2 separate regions of the Arachis hypogaea genome follow, and region 2 is linked to region 1. A link is a contact called in public Hi-C data. All regions are on one chromosome and are shown on one strand. The core of a region is the stretch at or near the end of the contact, and the rest is flanking DNA. Distances in the headings are between cores, read along the strand shown. Region 1 holds the start of LOC112797260 (NADH dehydrogenase [ubiquinone] 1 alpha subcomplex subunit 1). Region 2 has its middle 11 kb from the start of LOC112797262.

Region 1 (6,307 bases), core at 2,085-4,584:
CCTTTAGGGTGGTTGGTTCCTTTGGGTGAGGTCGGGGTAGTCGTTGTTAGGAGGGTTGTTTGCCATGATCTTGGGATGACTTCCAAGGTCCCCGGCAACGGTGCCAATGTTCCGAGGGTTACCTGAAATGTTGAGGTCGATCTCGGACGAGATCTTCTGGCTTGATCGAATCTGCCGTGTCCGACTTGTTGGAGTGTGGGATGTAGCTGATCTCCGTTCACCGGGGGGTGATGGTACCTGCAAGAGACTCCGATGCTTAAGTCAGTACGGACTTTAGGTAGGTTTTCTATGTAATTGGAGTATGAGTTATACCTGGGTGCTCCAATATATTTATAATGGTGCTTGGTGATCTTTCTTTGAGATAAGTTTGTTATCTTATCTTATCTTTAGCGAGTGAGATCGCAACTTTTGCTAACCGCCTTCTAGTAGGCAGTGGTCCTTTATTTTGGGCCTCTGGGGAGATGGTCCGAGCTTTTAAACAACTAGGTCGGTAGCAGGCCAACCTTTCATGAGGTCGGTTCCCTTGTCTTTGGCCAGCCCGACCTTATAGCTTAGACCAGTGTATGAACATCTCTCAATCTTGCAAGTGGAATTTCGAAGATCAGAATATATTTTTTAAATGTATAACTTATATATTAATTAGAGCAATTAAAAATTTTTACTTTGTGTCATGTATGTTATCTATTTCAAAATATCTTTAGTATTGATATAAAAGCTAATTAATCTATTAGGACAAATATACTAAACTATTTCCAAAATCACCCCTAAAAATTTTTTATTTTGAATAACTGAATTAGCCAACAAGATATATGTATGTATAATGTATGCAGATTATAGTGGAAAAACTAAGCCTATCATGGAACAACGTGTTTGGAGGTGGAAACCTTCCCGCCTTCTTGATAGGGGCAGTGGCGGCCGCCATGAGCGACTGAATGACCTTTTTTCCTGCAATCTACGACGCAACCATACGCTATCAGAAGCGGCTAAAAAAGATGCTCTCTCCATCGGTGGTTTCTATTTGGTATATTTTCTTGTGTTATTCTCTTATTTGGATTCAATGAAACTGGTTTAGGATTGAGTTTAGAATGTACCTAATTTATGGATGCTATATTTTTTTATATTAATATTATATTTGGATAATCAATAAAGGTAATTAAGAAGATACCAAAATATAAATTTATAATCTCACTTTCTAAAACTAACATTTGTTTATGTAATCCTTTCACAACATTTGTTTTACCCTTCTTAGCATTTTGAAACGTGCTATAAGTATAAAATTATGTTTATTTTTTTGTTGGTCGAAACTCTGGCTTAACACCACTATTCTGATACTAGACATTTTTAAGTAAAACAAGATTGTTTGTTTGTTTTATTTATTGCCTTTAATTTATTTTTTAAACAAGAATGTTTACATTGTATAGTTTTGATCTTATGTTATTGTACTATTTTAGTCCTACCAGAGAGGATGCTCTCAAGAACATCAGAAACCTGACAAGAGAAATTCTTGCTTACCCTGTCTCACATACTCAAGCATTTTTCATATTGAAAATTTTCAGGTTTACCCCTCAATCTTGCAACTAGGGTTTCAAAGGTTAGAAATATATTTATTAAATGTTTAGCTTATATATTAATTAGATTAAGTAAATATCCTTACTTTGTGTCATTTATGTTATCTATTTGATAATATCTTTAATATTGATATAAGAGATAATTAATCTATCAGGACAAACATACTAAAATATTTTTAGAACTACCCCTAAAAAATTTTATTTGGAATAACTGAATTAGTCAACAAGATATATGTATGTATGGTGTATGCAGGGTATAGTGGCAACACTAAGCCTCCCATAGAACAACTTGTTTGAAGGTGAAAACTTGTCTACATTTCTGGTAGGTGCAGTGGCGGCCGCCGTGAATCGCAACATGACCATTTTTTTGCTGCCTTCTACGATACAACCATACGCAATCAGAAGCAGCTAAAAAAGTTGTTCTCTCCATTGGTGGTTTTCATTAAGTGTATTTTCTTGTGTTGTTCTCTTTTTGAATTCAATAAAGCTGGTTCAAGATTGAGTATAAAATATACTTAATTTATGAATGCAATATTTTTTTTATATTAATATTATATTTGGACAACCAGTAAAGATAATTTTTTTTATGGTTGTAAATACTCACTCTTTCGGCTACCACACCAAATGATAATTTTGGACTTCTAATTTTCAACACTAAAGCCTTTTTGTACATGTTTAGGTCTTACTATATCTCCCATGTCAAAGAGAGATGGCAATTTAATGGCACATATTCTAGCAAACTTGCTTCTTACAAGATCAAATGCTTTGTGACAGAAAAAAATCCTATCAAAAATTTGTAATCAATTTAATTTACATATCTTTAATATTATTAATAGAATACAATATTTCCGTTAAAAAAGTAGCAAGAATTTTTTTGGAGGTGAATAGTAATTGTTTATAAATTTTTTTCCTTTTTTTTTCAACCACAACCTAAATGATGCTGGAGATCGAGCCTGGTATTATTATCTAGGACTAGGAGGCAAATATCTTTACTACTAGTACACAAGCATTAATCCAACTAGATTAAATGTAACTAGCAAGTAGTAAAGTTTTTTTTTTCAAAAATAAAAAAATTAATAATAAATAAAAGTAGTTGCAAAAATTTTCCTTTGCTAATGAAATTCATATGAATAGTTTTTTTCTACATACAGTATCTTTTAATTCGACAAATAAATACTAATTTATTGCAAATTTGAATTTTAGAATAAAATTCAACTCCCAAAATAGATGAGTTAACTGATTACAAGACCAACCAAGTTGGTTATCATTTATACAGTTTGAGTACTATTAGAGAGTCAATAGTCTAAGTGTACAATGTGTACAATGGACTAAATCTTTAGCCCAATATGAATAAAATGAACATCACCCATACTATCCAGAATAACCATCCAAATATTCGGAATAATAAACATCTCATGTCATGAAATCACTCATCCCAAGATCAAATTCTTAATCTTTCGGATCTAGAGCTCTAATACCATGTTATGAAACCACTCATCCCAAAAGCTTAACCTAATAGGAAAAGATAACACTAATGATTATATCTCTAATATTGAATCGAACTTCTCTAAACCTCCATTGTACACATTGTACAAAATTTCCATTGGCTCCCTATACTTCTTTATACAGTTTTAATTGGTCTCATAGTCGACTCTAAAGCGAATAGACATTTTATGTTTTTGTTGGCCCAAAAAACGTTGGGTTAGGCCCAATATTGAAACAAAAATCCCACATTAGGTGATGATTTTAAAAAGTGGTAACATGCTTAAAAGGAAAGAAGGAAAAAAAAAAAAGAAGCAAGCAAGCAAGAAAGAGAAGAGAAGAGAGAGGGAGAGAGAAGAGAGAAGTGTGAAAATGAATTTGCGATGGATGGAAGCGATGCTGCCACTGGGGATCATAGCGGGAATGCTCTGCGCCATGGGTGGCATTCAGTACACCATTCACAAAGCCGCTCACGGCAGAGTAATTACACACTCTCTTTACGTTAATCTTCGTTAATTATGGAGTTAATCGATTTCTCAGATCGTGCTTCTTAAATGATCTAACGTAGGGTTTGTCTTGTTCTTGATTTTCTCAGCCTAAGCACATTGGGAACGATATGTGGGACGTCGCCATGGAACGGAGGGACAAGAAGCTCATGGAACAAGCCTCCGCTTCTTCCAATTGATCGCCATCGGGTAATTTATTAATCAATCTAGGGTTTGCAGTTTACACCAATTGCTCTGTCGAGTTGATGGATAGTGATTAGTTATTGATTAATCATGTGTTAGAGCTTGTCGATTAGAGAAATTTTATGTCGAGAGGCTTTAGTTAATTGAGAAATTGGGAAAAGCTGGAATCTTTTTTCTTTTTCTTTCCTTTTCGGTAGGAGAGAGTGAAGTGGATTGAAATTATTTGTCTAATGTTTTTACTAATCATTTATACTCAAAAAATCAGTCACTAAATTAGCTGAACATATAAAATTCACGTTTTTCTTATATTGGTGTGTACATAGCATTTTTGTTTTTTACCCTGAGGAAGTTTGTCTGTTTTAAAATTTAGTGAAACAGATTATCATAGAAATGGAGATAGAGGAATTTCGGGTGTGTAAGTCAAGAAATGAAGGCAAAATGTAGTAGTGTAGTGTCTATGCTTGGAAACATGATTACTGTTTACTTGAGTATTGTCTTCCTAGCCCCTTTTTGGTGATGAAATAGTATCGCACCTGGCTTTCTTCATGACTTTGTCAAACATTTCATGCAGTGATTGGTGAGATCCATAACGTGTGTTTTCATTTTTTGACTAGTCACATTCAGTTCATTCCTATGTGTACAAATCGAGATTTTTTAGCCCTAGCCCGAGCCCAAGCCCATGAGATTGTTGGTCTTATAGCAGTTGAATAAAACATTAGCAGCAAGTATTCTGTACAAGCACAAGTACACTTTTCCTCCCTCCCATCGTTAACCCTTGGTTATGATATTTCTAGTATAAGTGATACAACTAATTCTAATCATCAGCTTGCTTGCAACTTGAATCACAATCTATTGGTATTGATGTGTTTATTTTACACTTAGATGTTAAGTATAATATCCTCTTTTCTTTTTTTTCTTCTTTTTTTTTAATACTTTATTTCTTTGTTGACAATATGTCTTTCCTTAATGAAGAAGATGGACAAATGGCCATGTTGATAATTAATATGATGTAATTGGCGCATTTTCACGCTCATGAAATATTTGAATGTGCATAAAAGCTTTTAACATTCTTCCAACTGCAAGTAATTTTCTTTTTTCCGGTTGTCTGTAGTGCCCTAACAGTTTAACTTGAATTGCAGTGTAGGGATTTGAGAATTCGGTTGGTTTGTGTGTAAAACTTTATGATCTGGATATATGATAGAAATCATGACACTTTGTTCTGCTAACTGCAGTTTGTTTAATCAATGTGATTGCGAGGGGAATAAATTGCTTACCTGGAGTTCCAGTTGTGTTCTGAGGAAGCGAGGTGAATCACTACTACAAAATTTCTCTCACTTTTCTTGTATGCTATTCAATGGAAGCTTTATAAAGATACCATCAAGTTACTTTCTCAAAGCAATAGGCATTTGAAAGCTAGTTTGAGATATTTGTTCCCTTTTAAGCTTTAGAAGTTTTTTTTTCTCGCTTATCTTGCAAATCTCTCTAAGTTGAAATCTTTGGCTGATGAATAATAATGCAAAGTCTTCATTCCCAATCCCATAGCGCCACCAAGCTTGAAGAGAAAGTTGGAAACAGAAAAGGCTATCATTGTAGTTAATATGTGTTTAACAAGGGATCATACATAAAAATTTTCAAGGGATTTATTTATTTAACTTAAATACGTATAAAGACAAAATGAATATATAAAACGTTTCTCAAACCAAAACGGTAATCCTTTCCTTTCAAGCCTCAAGCAATCAAATACCCTCCCAATCAGCTGTTTCTGCCTACACAATTCAATATAAACATGCTACAGCAATCTAAGTTAGACTCCTGAGTTAAGCATCACGAGGTAAATAAGAGTTTTGCAATGTAAATCATTTGTGCTATTAGTGTGAATTATAATGTGGTTTAGCGTGCATGCTTCAATAATGAAGTTTCATGCGACGGCTTCCTTTTCTGAAAAATCCAATCTGCTACCATTTCTTATGAAAAGGTGGTCATTATTGTTGGGAGAATTATTTTGCATATAAATTGAATTAAAATAAGAGCCTACTGCCTAGCATAGGTGGTTGGCATGAAAAGAAAAAAATCTTGAGCTGAAGACAAACGTGATCTTCAACAGGTGTCAGGTAATCTGGTGTTAATATTATTGGATATGTTCTCTCTAAAGAGACGGAAAACTGGGGTAGGTGTGAAAATGAAGGCTAGCATATTTTTACTCGTAACCCAAAAAAAAAAGAATTTGTAAAATGAATGTTAGTAGATGACTCTGTACTATTATTATCTTCATGCAGTTGTAATTCTCGATTATTTTACATTATGGACAATCAACGGGAAGGCGTTTAGAAAAAGAAAGCAAATATCTGTGGTGATTGCATGTATGGTATTTGGCATCAATCGTAGCTAGCGACATTTTACCTTCCCCGTGATAGCAATGCTCTTTAGTGCGACAATAACATGAACAAACGAACATCTTAAATACTCAAATAGAATTACCATGAATTGGAGAATACATGTGGTGTAGTTTCTACTTCTAGATATTAGTAAATTATTTTTTATACCAAAAAGTATTTTCCTAACAACTTT
Region 2 (6,307 bases), core at 2,685-5,184, 52 kb after region 1:
TGTGGGAAAAAAATCACAAAAAAATATATTTAGTAAAAAATTATTAAATTTTAAAGATAAAAATATCTCATTTTTCTAATCATGCTTGTAAAGCACTGCATTAAAATTCAATTTTTAAAATATTTTTTGAAAATATATATTTAATGTTGGCCATTTTTTGTTGCGTTTTAAATTATTTGAAGGCATTTTTGTCGATAACAAAATTCAAGTGCATTTTTGTCAGCGACAAAATTATTCGGGTGCATTTTTTGTGGTTTATCCTTTAAAGAAAGACTAGTAAAATGCTGCCATTTGTATATTCATTAAACTCGTTAAATGAACATTGTAACCTTTTTATGTAGCATTGTTAAATTGAAATGAAACCAAGCATTGGAATGACAAATTTTAATGTTGAATTTCAAATCAATTTTTATAATATATGGTCCCACAAATGCTTATTTGATATTATATAGGACCTAAAATGAAATGAAATTAAAACTAAGCATTGAAAATGCTCTAATGTTGTATTCATAAAAGATAAATTCTGTGAGACAAAAATACCTAAACTCTAATTTTCTATTAGACTTTTTAGTAAAATTTTCAAATTACCATACCTCTCTCTCTCTCTCTCTCTCTCTCTCTCTCTCTCTCTCACTCTCAATTTCACATAATTAACACTCTAATAAACTAAGACATAGATACCCTAGATCTGCAATTGGAGGAAGATGGTGGTGCGCGACACATAGCCAATTGTGGTGTCGTTCTCGACACCATCACGAAGAAGAAGGTGAAAGACGTATGTCTCTTTTTTTATATATAGATCCACCATTGAAAGTGAGGAACAACATCAATACAAAAATAAAAATATTTAGAAAATCAGAACAAACCAAACTAAAGATATCATAAAAAAACACAAGACAACTAACTAAACACCACCGCTGTCTAAGCTAGTAAACAAGAAGCAACAAAATAATAAAAATAAGAAGGATAAAAAAAACAATTACTGAAGGAATGATCAATAAGAGCAACCTCCTACTCCTTCAAGCTACATTAAAACAATAAAAATATAATATAAAAAATTAATAAGAATAACTAAAAATAAAAGGGACTTACCTACACTACACTACAGAAACAAAAATTCAAAAATAGAGATAGAAATGGTTTTTCAATTTGGAGTTATTGCAAAAGCAGAACTTCGAAAAGGAATAGAACAAAGCCTATAGAAAAACCAACACAATTGTGACGAAAGAAGCAGAAGCAGATGAGGCACGAGGCGAAAGCAGAGACATGTGAGGCACAATAGAGTCAAGGCGGTCGGGACGACACAAACAGAAAAGGCAGAGGCGAGCAGACACTGGCGGCCTGGCGACAAGACAGAAGAGCCGGCGAGAGGAGTGACGAGTGACATCTTCCGTCGTTGGCTGCCGTTGTGTTGGCAATGACCGTGTAGAACTACGATGAGCGAGGTAAAGAGGTGAGACCTGAGAGTGAGTAAATCAGTAATTCTTAGGAGAGAGCGAGATGGAGGACATAGATCTTGAACTGGCAGAGGAAGAGGGGGCAACGCGACCACCACCTAGCCACCGAATTGGAACTTGAACGCGACGCGACCACCACATACCTACCGAATTGGAACTTGAACGCAGTGGTCTTGGAGACATAGAGGAGCTCAGAGAGAGAGAGAGAGAGAGAGAGAGAGAGAGAGAGAGAGAGAGAGAGAGAGAGAGAGAGAGAGAGAGAGAGAGAGAGAGAGAGAGAGAGAGGGGATAATTTGGATATTTTATTAACTAAATGGTCAATAAAAAATTAGAATTTAGGTACTTTTGTCACACGGAACTCATCTTTTATAAGTACAACATTAGTTTCCTTGTTTGATAAGTACTTTTATCAGCGTTCGCTAAATTTATTAGTACAATTAGTTATTTTTATATTATTAATATTAAGGTTTTTATTAGGATTAAGTATAATTTTGGTCCCTATGGTTTAAGCTTAAAATTTTATTTGTCTCCAATCTTTTTTTGTATACAAAATCGTCCATAAAGTTCAACTTGGTTTTAAAATCGTCAGTTGAATCAAAATACCCTTCTCTAACAATCCTTCTCCAACAACTTTTTTCACTAAAATACTTGGTTTCTCTTTTTTTTCTTCTTCTTCATCCAAAAATTTGTACTTTTGTTTCTTCAGCAACAAGCATTTTCAATTTTTCATAGCACCAACAACAACAATTGAAGTTTTAAAACAGAAGCAAAAGGAATAAACAAAAAACACCAGCAACATCAGCAAGACACAACAACAAGACAGCAAAAAAAAAAAACAATGTAATAAATAAACAATAAAAGCAAAAATTAGTATCAAAGAATCAACAAAACTGAAAATAAAATAGAATTAGAACCCTAACTTAGAAGTGAAATGAAACAGAAGCAAAAGTGAATGGCGAGTGACAAAAAGCAAAGGCAAAACTGCAAAACGACGAGGATGCGAGTGACGAGTGGTGACGAGTAAAGGCGAGTGGCGACGAGCAAAGGCAGATAGTGTCGAACAACGGCGAGTGAGCGAAAAACAGCGACGAGCGATAAAGAGCGGCGCGAACATCTCCCTCAACGGCATTGTCGCCACCTTCCTCTTCCCCGTGCTTCTCTCTTTCTAGTGAGGGAGTGCTTCTTTTCTTCCTTGCTGGCTTCTTTTTATATATATATAATTTTTTTGTTAGAGGTTAGTCCAAAATGTTAAGATTTAGGTAAAAAAAGACGATTTTAAAATCAAGTTGAACCTTAAGAACAATTTTGTATATAAAAATATGTTTGAGACGAATAAAATTTTTGACCTAAACTATAAAAACCAAATCGTACTTAACCACTTTTGTTATTATGTTTTTATAGATTTATTTTAAAATTAGTGAAAAGAGCATAAATTCAATAGAAATTAAGAATAAAATCCATAAGATAATTTGGCAGGAAATATTTTTCTCTAATTACCATGAAAATTTCTTATGAATTTTATTTGATCGTTTCTGCCATGAATTAATATTCGACCAATTCTCTTGTGCTTATTACTTAATATTTAATTTTTATTTAACTTATTTTTTATAATAAATTTTAAATATTTAAAATTTATTAATTTTGATACTTTTAAATTAAATATTAATTATTTAACTTTTTTTTTTAGCAATTAAACACTAAACTTAAATACCATAGCAAACCCTTTAACAATATGTGCCACCATAGTCATGTATATTATTATTATTTCTTTCTCTACTATAGCCAATGCTAAATAATCTAAAAAACATCACTAACTTTGAGCAAAACAACTAGGAAAGATTATAGACTTATTTCTCAAGGTTTAATATAAGTTCCCTTGACACAATCATCATTCATCGTTCATGTGTAAATCATCCAAGCTTTTATTTGTTTATTTAATTCTTTTCAACGTCTCAAGTTCATTTTCTATTGTATAACTAAGAATTTGGATCAAGTTCTTTTAAAATAGAGAGACTAAGAAAGTAAAAGAAAAATATCAAATCACTTTTGAATTAAGAACAAGACTCACATATTATAAAAATAAAAAATTCAATAATAATTAATATTTTATTTTATCAGTTTACTAAAAATTTTTTTGTCATGAATTAGAGAATTTTCATCTTAGATATTAGGATATCACAAACTTACACACTATACATTTATACATGTAATATTTAAAGGCTCCTATCATATTTCATATCAGCCAAGTTTTGAACCTGAATGCAACACCGTAAGAGATATCAAGATTCACCACTAAAATTAAAGCCTTGTTTAAAGTTTAGGGTTTAGGGTGCACACGGTATCTTTCAATCCGACAGGTCAAAAACTAATTTGTTACGGGTCTGAACTCCATTTAAGGGTCTGTCGTTAGCCAATAAGTCGCTGCATGCACAAGGTTTGATTCAAACCTCTGACACTTGCTTAAGCAGACAAATGAGCTGACCACTTAACCAACCAAGTTGATTTTCTTTTTAGTATTATGGTACACAGAAAATGTTATAACAATGAGTTAGATATTCGGCCTTAGGTTTTTTGTCATGGCACTACATTCAATAAGAAAAAAAGGGCCCAATGGGCTTCAATCCATTCAAATAGGAATGAGTTTCTTCCAGAAAGCCCAACTGGTTTTTGAACAATGAATATAATATTCGAGAAAAACAACTTTTTTTTTTCCGAAGCTCTTCAAATACTTTTAAAAGTTCCCAGCAAATCTTTAGATGAAACTTGGATGCGTAACGGATTAGGTTTTTATATGTCGAATTAGGGAATACATAAAAAAAACCAATAAAAAGGTTTATGAAAAAAAAAAGACTTGTTTTTTTCTATTGTATTTAATCACCTACAACTCGCTTCCATGAATAACACATTTTAAAAATATTTAAAAAAACATAGAAGCTACCATTTAAATTATTTATTTATTAATATTATGTATGTTATTTTTCTTTTTTTTTCCATTATGATCGAGGTTGGTTAAATGGAAGAATCCCAAATCCCAAGCACGAGAGGCCATTTTCTTATATTAGCTGGGTGTTATGGTATCAGCAGTTTAGAGATTTTTTATAAAATTAATTCAGTATTTAATATTTCAACAACTTATTATCTGTCACATAATATTCACTTTTTGTATTCAGATTTCAGACTAGAGAACAGAGATATTGCCTTAAAAAGCCGAAAGGGAAACGAATTTGATTGAAGGGCTTTTTATTTATTTAAATATTTTCTCATTTTATATCGTTATAAAATAATTTTTTTGCTCGTTATTTTCTAATTTCTCAAGCAGTCTAATTTTGCAGACTGTGCCAGCAAAATAAAAAAAAAAAAAATCCAACTTCGTCACTGCAAAATTGAAAACGGTTTGCAGTCAAAGTCTACATAGTTGAAGAAGTATATGTTTTATCTCAATATTTTGTTGAGCACGTTTTGAGTGAATGCCATGATTAACAACTTTCTAAATTCTAACTCAATAAATCATTGATGGGAGACTATAAGGTTTCACAATGAGATGAACAAATTAAATTTATTTTGTTTTATTTTCACTCGATATTTTTTTTACTTGTTATTATATGTAAAAATATTGATTTGATACCAAATGTCGATATGATTTATGTAGACAAATTGGTCAAACAAAATTTATGTGAAACCACCTAACTATGAGTTTAAAGAGAAGTTCAATATACATTTAAATATAATTGTTAATTTTCATGTGCTAGTTAATTTTCATGTACTCGTTAATCTTTATGTAATGCATATTCTTTTCCAATTACGCTGGCAGCGGTTGCGAATTTGGGAAAAAATAAAACACGTTCTTTTATCATTATACTAGTAACGAGTAATGACAGTAAAATTTTTTTTTTTCAAGAGTAATTTATAAAAGTTAATTTTTAAAAAATAATTTTTAAGAAGTGTATTATTTATGTTTGGTAAATTAAATTAAAATAATTTTTAATAAACACAAGTAATAATAGTTACGTTTGATAAAATAGTTTTTAAAATTTAAAAATATTATAAGAGACATAAATTTAAACGTTAAATTTGAAAATTAGTTAATATATGAAATTATATTAGATTTTTAAATTTTGAAAAGTACAAACCAATTTTAAAAAGTTACAAATACAAGTATGTGGTCTTTTTTATTTACCAAACACAAAACAAATAACTTGTATTTTTAAAAAATACAAACACTTTTTTAAAAAATTTTACCAAACCAAGCCTAAGTATATTTATATTTGCTGCATTTTCATTAATCACCATCAAACCTATAGGAGACATGTTGGAGAACTCCTTCGGATTGGGTCCCGTTACCTAAAGAGTCTTTATTTGCCTTTATTTAGGTGATTGCAATTGGGTTTGACCATTACTTGACTCAAGAGGATACCACAAGTGCAAAACCTATACTTTGGATAAACAACCATGTATGTATTCTTTTAAGAATTTTTTTGTCTCTTTATTACATTGCATCCCACTGTAATAGTGTCTTCTGCATTGTCAACTTATGCATTTTGTCATCGGAATTTTTAATGCCAAAAGCTCAGATGATCGATTAGAAAAATGTGTTTGCCTCGACCTGTACTTAATGGTAATTATTGTCCGAAATTCTTTGTTTCAATTTTTTATCTTTATCATTAATCCCAACGTTTGACTTAGAGATTTGGGTGTTTAAAGCGTCTTTTATATCGAACTTTAGTCAATATCAGTCAGAAAAGTACTAACCGCTTCAGGAACTGGAAGATTATCTTTAATTCAGGTGCATTCAGATAGCGGACAAAAATCTGGCAAAAGCGCCATAATTCTTGTTGTTTTATGCATTTGAA

Evidence for each region. A called contact is a pair of places that touch in the nucleus more often than the background predicts.
Region 2: a Hi-C map of leaf shows a contact between it and region 1, with 2.9 times the contacts expected there. The contact joins the enhancer-like site here to the promoter of LOC112797260 in region 1. A contact is called at or near these places in 2 of 8 Hi-C or Micro-C datasets (leaf and an unstated tissue).

The regions. Positions count from the first base shown.
Region 1 is chr4:110,731,283-110,737,589 of arahy.Tifrunner.gnm2.J5K5, forward strand. LOC112797260 (NADH dehydrogenase [ubiquinone] 1 alpha subcomplex subunit 1) reads left to right here and starts at 3,335. Exons shown (of 3, transcript XM_025840107.2): 1 at 3,335-3,530; 2 at 3,646-3,745; 3 at 4,972-5,273. The coding sequence starts at 3,423. The coding sequence ends at 3,735.
Region 2 is chr4:110,782,702-110,789,008 of arahy.Tifrunner.gnm2.J5K5, forward strand. No RefSeq gene overlaps it. Among protein-coding and RNA genes, the nearest start is that of LOC112797262, 11 kb to the left of the region's middle. Within about 2 kb of position 3,935, at least 2 of the 3 cell types and tissues checked have open chromatin away from gene starts, as enhancers often do.